2 separate regions of the Hordeum vulgare genome follow, and region 2 is linked to region 1. The links are chromatin contacts, called in public Hi-C maps. All regions are on one chromosome and are shown on one strand. Each heading gives the region's core, a stretch centred on a gene start, on an enhancer-like site or on the middle of the called end of the contact. The rest is flanking DNA. Distances are from core to core; before and after follow the strand shown. Region 1 holds the start of LOC123399155 (cellulose synthase-like protein E6). Region 2 holds the start of LOC123399162 (serine/threonine-protein kinase D6PK-like).

Region 1 (3,634 bases), core at 675-3,174:
GTAAAAAGAAGAAGGAAAAAAAATTGTGTGAATCTCTATGCAAGATCACATGAAGATAGTATCGACTCATACATAACAAAGTCTTGTTCGACTGAGACTTAACAAAATTAATTGATCAAATAAGAACATAAACCCGTGATTTCAAAATAATCATATGCTATAGCGTGTCATATTGTGGCATTAGTAATTAGCTATATTTTATCGCCTTTGCTAATTCTCACGTAATCAAACTTTTTTTCTTTGGCGGTCTCAGTCGTTTTTCCAACCCGAAATCGCACTGGCTTTCTACGTCAGTCGGTGAAGTCCAAGCCTCCATGTACTGTGCAAAACTGCAGATTATGGGCCTGGTTCCATTCGAATTATGACAAATTGCGCATCTTATTACTTTAGATTGTTTGTTTTCTTGGGGCAACATAATCGAACAGCTGCTTGTCGTTTGAGCCGAGTCCACTAGTGATCAGATGGCAGTAATCTCTTTTTAATATCCACCAGGTGGAAAACCACTAGAAGCCTACCAAAAAACTGGCTTAGAAATCTTAAAACATTAGTCGTTGCAGTGTTGTGAAGCACTATTTCCCGGAAGTCCTAACCAACTGCTCTTGTATTTCCCATATATCTTGTCGAAATTAAGGAATGTTGTCGGAAAGTAAAAAATAGAAACAGAAACTCATACCATCTTGTTGTGCATGAAACTGATGAGATGTCGCCTTCTCGTTGGCACACAGTCCATGCATTAACCAAAGATCGTTTTTGGGCGTTGACGTACGCGGCCGTGCAAGTCCGCCTCGGCGTGGACCGCGTGGTGCACGAGGCCAGCAAAACTAATCGGTACGCCGCGCTACACTGGAGGCGGCGGCGGCAGCAGCACTCGTGTGGTCGTGTAGCTACCGGCGTCCAGCAGTGCTGTCATGCCACGACAGCACACGTCTGTTCTGCATCCATTGCAGCTGACGTGCTGACTAGCTAGGCAGTTTCCCGTGCGCTGGACGCCATTAATTACTGCCGTTCTGGCTGACCGCTGCCTCGCACGTACGGTAATAAATAAGCAAAGCTGTCCTGCCCGGCAGCCGTTACACAAGGCATGACGAGCAGACCTCTCGTGCTCGTGCTACACAAGCTCTACTCCCACTCCCGGTGATGAAAAACGTACTGTACTCCTCGTCGCCACATCAACAGGAGTAGGTCCGACGACGACGTATCACCACAGCTACGTACGGATTAAGGACCAGACTAGTAGTAGTAGTACAGTAGTTAACAAGGGAAACGCAAACACGTACGTACGCCTGCGCGCATCTGCATGACACTATCTCTTGCTTCAAATCAAAGAAGAAAAGAAGAAGAAAACCGCGTGCCATCCATCTCCCTCGATCGATCATGCCGTTCGTGGGTCGTCGGCCGGTCGTAACACGGACGGGCGGACGGACGTGGTTCGTGGTCGTACGTACCTGGCGGCGAGCCGGTCCTTGAAGGGGCGGCGGCGGACGGGGCTCCAGCGGACGGACTGCGTGACGGCCCAGTAGGCGGCGTACCAGAGCTCCGCCGCCAGCATGCCCAGCCACGCCGCCCTGCCCTCGCCGGCGGCCGGCACGCGCGTCGCCCGGTAATAGAGCAGCATGAGGACCCCCGCGGCCACCGTGACGGCGTGGAGCCTGTACGCCGCGCGCCCCCCGTGCGTCTCCGTCTCGAACAGACGAAGACGAGTGGCCTTCTCCTCCATCTCTGCCACTGGCTCACTCTCTCAAGCTCTCTCGTCGAGCTGTGTCAAACGCTTGTATGGAGGCTGGAGGCGCCGAGCGCGCTCGCGTACGCGCATATATGGTCGCGGAGGAGGCGGCCTTGCAATCAGCAGTGACGCTAGCGGCTAGCCGGCCGGTCCAGCTCTCTCGATGGTTGGATGGGTCCATGGACCGTGCGGTGCCGTGCGTGCTCCATCGTATCGCGTCTAACTGGCCAGTGGCCAGGGGCCACCCGCCCGCGCATGGCCATAAGAGGACACGGTTCGCTCTGGGCTCGCTCTGTGTTGTGCTGCGATGCCATCGTAAACGTGCGCCTGCGTTACGTGCACGTGGCGGCGGTCTCCTGGTCCTGGCGCAGTGCACGGCTCTGAGTCCATTCACGGCCGCCACTGTCCCTGTGTGACTGACTCAACCCAACATTGTTCTTTTTTTTTAAAGCACGCTCCCTACCGATCTCATTAAAAAAAGGTCGAAGAAAGTTGTCCGGTTAATAATCGAATAACCAGGCTAAAACCGTCACAATGCGTCCGCCATAACAAGGCACACAGGGCGACGTGGCAACCTACACAAAAACGCATACACGCCGTCAAGGGGAAGAGCTCCGTCGAGGTTGTACTCCAGCGTCATCGTCATCACGCCTCCGCGAGGGCGACTTCGACTTCACCATCGACGACCACCGATGTAACCTCCACCGCAGACGAGCGTAGAGGCCTGCGTCGGACAACGCCAAACAGTCCACCACACGCGCCAGCGACCAGGCAGCTTCGACTCAGCCGACGAGCATTGTAGGATAAAAAGCACTGGACCTGCGCCGAGCCAGCGCCAGAACCGACCATCCGTCTTCACGTCATCGTTGCCGCAAGGTTCCTCCTCAAACAGCTCCGACTTCAGAAGACAAGAGAGGCACGGCGACCCCTCGAACACGCCGGATGAGACCGACTACCAAAGCCCAACAACAAATCCTGCTCCGCTTGAAGGGGCCATCGTTGCCACACAAGAAGCTACGCAGATCAACCACATTACCGGACGAGCCCCATCCGATCGCAATGTCGCGAGCGTCTAGACCCTGGAGAGTGCAAACGAGATCCAAAGTTCTTCAAGACGACACCACCAAGGAGGAAGCGACGATGCCGACGCCGTCGTCCGACCCAACCGGGGCTAATGTTTTCACCCGAAGACCTGGATCCGAGGGTGTGCAGGAAGAGAACTCCTCAACGGTGCCTCCAAGAAGGTTAGACAGCATCCACAGGCGTCGGTACCATCCGCCGGCAAACTCTTGCCCGGCAAGCTTTCGCCCGGAGCACCTCTCGATCAACACCACAACCCCACGCACAACACCTCCACTAGCTAGCACGCCTCTCACCAAGCCATCACGCCATGGCCACGCAGGAGCCACCATCATGACCTGCGCCGCCTGTCGGCTAAGATAGCCGTCGTGGCCTCGTCAGATCCACGCCATCTGGTGCCTGGGAGCACTGCCGTGCCGCCCCAAGATGCCCCACACACGAAGCCTCCGACACCACCTCTGCACAGACGGGCCAGCCACCACCTCTGCGCAGACGGACCAACCACCACCCCTCAGTCGCCGACGGGCCAGCCGCCGCCGCCTGACCCCGAGCACGGCCTCCAGATCCAGCATGGCGCGTCGCCCCTCCTTGAGCGAAGGAAAGGACGGGAGGAGAAAGCGCCCGGCCACCACCTTCACTGGAGCGTGCGCGGCCTTCGCCAGCGGCGTCCTCGGGTGGCGGCTAGGCTGGCGGGAGGGAGGGGCCGAACTCGGCGACGCGTTGGGGGGTTCCCCCGGGTCGCCAGAGGAGGGGCGGCGCGGGGGAGGATAAGGTTTTTTTTATTGCGTTGTCATAGCATCTCCAACATGCGCCCAAAAAATACTCCGTGCG
Region 2 (3,585 bases), core at 342-2,841, 170 kb after region 1:
TGCTGGTGGTGCCAAAATTTACCTTTTACGATATTGATGGTAGGTGTGCATGGTGAAGCGATCTAGGTGTGGACTCTGCTCCTTGATGCCCTTAGGCTTCACACACGGTGTTGTTGTTGTTGTAGCCTCGATTGCATGTGGCTCTTTGCATGAATGTGGACTCGGTTGCCCGTTGCTCTTGGGCTACGCATATAGCGTCAAGGCATCATGGATGGTCTCGTCTGGTTGGAGCCCTCGTCTATGGTGACGATGTTCCTCGTGCAAGTGCAACCTCTTGTTCGCGAGGACAATGGAATATGATGGCACCCCCCTTCTTCTTCCTTTGCATTTTCCGTGCTCTATCAACTCCTTTTTTTTATATACTCCCGTCGTTCAAAATACTTGTCATAAGAATGGATGTATCTAGATACATTTTAGTTTTAAATACTTTATTTCTATTTATTTATGTGATAAGTAATTTCGTACGGAGGAAGTAATTTATTATGAAAAGTAATGATGAAAAAAGTGTTCAACCATCGAGGAATTATAACATAATAGGAAGGGGAGTGATCTGCGCCGGCGCGCGGCCCAAACTTTCGGCCGGCCGCGCGCGGGCCGCAGGATCCACCAACCCCCGCGCGTCCGCACCGTTGGATCCGCATGCAACATTTTTTCTTCTATGCAGCAAAATTTCGATGCGATACAGCAATTTTTTCAACGGTTGCAACAAAAAATAAAATTTGTAGCAAAAAAAATATCTGCGTGATCGTAGCAAAAAAATGAAGCTGATGGTATGTGGTAGCAAAAGTCAAACGCCGGTTGTAGCAAATATTTAGGTGACGTGTATGCAACTTTTTTAGTGAACGGTTGCAGCAAAACATGATGCCGGTTGTAGCAAAAAATAACATGGTTGTAGCAAAAGTAAAAAAACGAAAAATCCGACGAACTGAAGTTGCAACCAAACGTATATGCAGTTTTTTTACTGGAACAAAAAATAGTAAAAAAATGCTTGCAGCAAAAATGATGCTGGTTGCTACAAATTTGAACGACAAATGTTGCATCCATTGACCAGTGAAACACGTGGGTGAAAAAAATGTTACAAGGGGCTGCGCGCGAGGGACGACCGGGGCGCGGGTGGAAAACGATTCCCTGATACGAATGGATAGGCCCTATCGCATTGGTCGAATGACCCTGTTTCTACAGCAGTGCAAACTTTTAGATCAACGCTTCCAAATTAGAATTACAGCACGCGCACAAATACCCCCCCTGGAACCCTAATTACAAGAGCGGACGGTCAGGATGGGAGGGACCTCCACCGCCATTCCAGATCTCCAGCACCATAGCCCACATCAGGGGACGTTGGGCACGGGAGTCCCGTCTCGTCTCGTCTCGGTCCGAGGGAAAAAGGGCGAGCGAGAGGGAGACCACGCCCTGCACGCCGTACCCCCCACCCACCCTAACCCAGCCCCAGCCAGGGAGGTTTAAATTTAATTACTCACCACCACCATCATCATCATCAACCGCTCTCTAGTCTCTAGTTTATGCGCCCCAAAAGCCCAGCTTTTCACCACTACCATCATCTTTGACCCTTCCCTTCCCTTCCCCCACAAGCACTTGTCTCTTTGCAGCCACACTGACCCAGCGCCAGCAGCTCTCCCTCCCTCCCTCCCCCTTCCTTGCCCGGATGAATCCCCACACCAATTAGTACTCTCGCCACTCCGCCCGCCCCCACCTCCATCCAGTTCCCTCCCTCCGCCATTGCTCGCCCGCACACGCACATGGGCGGAGACGAGGAATATCCCGCCGCCGCCGCCGCCGCCGCCGCAGCGTCCCCTCTCCCCCGACCCGCCGCCACGCGCTCCTCCTAAGGTACGTACGCCGCCTCCCCGGCCACGGCCCCGCCGTTGCTGCTTGATTCTAGGGATTTAGGGGCGGCGTCATTTTCCTCAGGTGGTGCAGGGATGTGGGCGCTCGCTTGTTCTTCTTGATCCGCGGCGCCGCCCATCACTCTCCAGATCCAATCCCGCCCCCCCTTTCATTCATTATTAAAAAAACATTTCCCCCCTCGTTCCCTTTCCTTCTTTCCGTTGCTCGCCTGCCTGCCTGCTCGCTTGCATTCAATGGGGGCGCTACGCTGGAGTGAGCGCCCCCCCATGCCCTGATGTGGATGTGGATGTGGATGTGGATGTCATGCCTTGTAGTACGTACGCGCGACACCGCATGTGTGCTTGCCGCCGCGCTGTGGCTCATATGATCCATGGCGCGCGCGCCCCATCATGCCTGCCTGCCTGCTTCTTCCTTTGCGGGAAGGGGAAGGGAAAGGCAAAGGGATGTGCGCGCGCGCCTTGTGACGAGCTCGCAGCTGTGCCAGGTTGCAATGCTCCCTCCTTCCTCCCCCTTTCCCTTCCCTTCCCTCGCCTCTTTCCTTTGGGGATATCTTAAAGATTCCCTTTTGTTATTAATCCCCGCGGTTCTGGCCCACTCCGCCCTATTTTTGTGGGAGATGCTGCCTCAGCTCCGGTTGTGATTTCTTTCTGCCCTCTCCCCTCTCTTCTCTCCCATACCCTTCTCTTCTCTTCTCTGGCGCGGCGCCTTTTGGGATGCGGCGGGGTGGCAGGGGCGGCGGCCGGGTGGATGGATCTGCGGAGCGCTCAGTTGTACTAGTAGCTTGTGTGTGAGCCTGTCTGCAGGTGACTTCCTGGTCTCTCTCATGGATGGAGGATCCTCAGAAAGATTCCCCCCTCCCCTTTCTCTTTCTGTGTGGCGATTTCTTTCTTTTCTGCTCGGCTTGTCCGGTCTAGGTTGTTGTTTCTGTCGATTTTACCTGGTGGTTTGGATTTCCTGGAATATTTCTGATCCCCTTTCCGGTTCTGTTTCGGTGAATTGATACTATAACTGTTGCCGACGAACAAACCCTAGTTATTTTATTGGTGTGCTGATACCCTGTCTCCGCAAATTGATTTGCAGGTTAGGAGGTTGCGAATCGCCCAGTCAGCCTTGTTATACTGAGCAGTGAGCACTGACTGGGCGCTTGTTGTGATTCTGGTCAACCGCTTGCTCAGTTCATGTCTTCCAAACCTGCCTCCCAAAGTATGCCAGAGCAAGCGGCAAAGCCAGTGGAAATGGGGGAAGATGACAGGCAGCGATCTGCTGCTGAGGAGATTTCGGGGGAGCCGGACCAGCAGAAAGAATCTCCAGCTCCTGTGCTGGACAAGGATACTCCGGACCTCTCTCCAGACTCTGAGGTTCTGGATGTGCCACTAGCTCCAGAGGGAGAATCTGATGAGTCAAAAGAGATCAAGAACTCTGATTCCAATGAGAATCAAGAAAAGAAGTCTTCGCAAAAGAGTAGTATCAGTGATAGCTTTGCTTCAGCTAAAGTGAGTGATGGGACAAATAGTCTGGGTAAGACCAGCGGTAGTGCTAAGACGAGTGGCCGAGATTTCACCGAGAGTGGCAAGAGCAGCATGTGCCGTGTGAGTGCAAGTAGTGACTTGAGTGATGAGAGCTCCTGCAGCAGCATGAGCAGTGCCACCACAAAGCCGCACAAAGGGAATGATTCGAGGTGGGAGGCCATCCAAGTGGTCAAATCCAGGGAGGGCGTTC

The links. Hi-C and Micro-C count contacts between places; a contact is called where the count stands out from the background.
Region 2: a contact with region 1 is called in a Hi-C map of seedling, with 2.3 times the contacts expected there. The contact joins the promoter of LOC123399162 here to the promoter of LOC123399155 in region 1. A contact is called at or near these places in 2 of 6 Hi-C or Micro-C datasets (leaf and seedling) and 1 of 1 datasets of contacts at active chromatin or transcription factors (embryo).

Annotation. Positions count from the first base shown.
Region 1 is chr5H:472,740,878-472,744,511 of MorexV3_pseudomolecules_assembly, forward strand. LOC123399155 (cellulose synthase-like protein E6) reads right to left here and starts at 1,925. Exons shown (of 7, transcript XM_045093580.1): 1 at 1,446-1,925. The coding sequence starts at 1,717.
Region 2 is chr5H:472,912,296-472,915,880 of MorexV3_pseudomolecules_assembly, forward strand. LOC123399162 (serine/threonine-protein kinase D6PK-like) reads left to right here and starts at 1,592. Exons shown (of 3, transcript XM_045093591.1): 1 at 1,592-1,848; 2 at 2,947-3,585. The coding sequence starts at 3,045.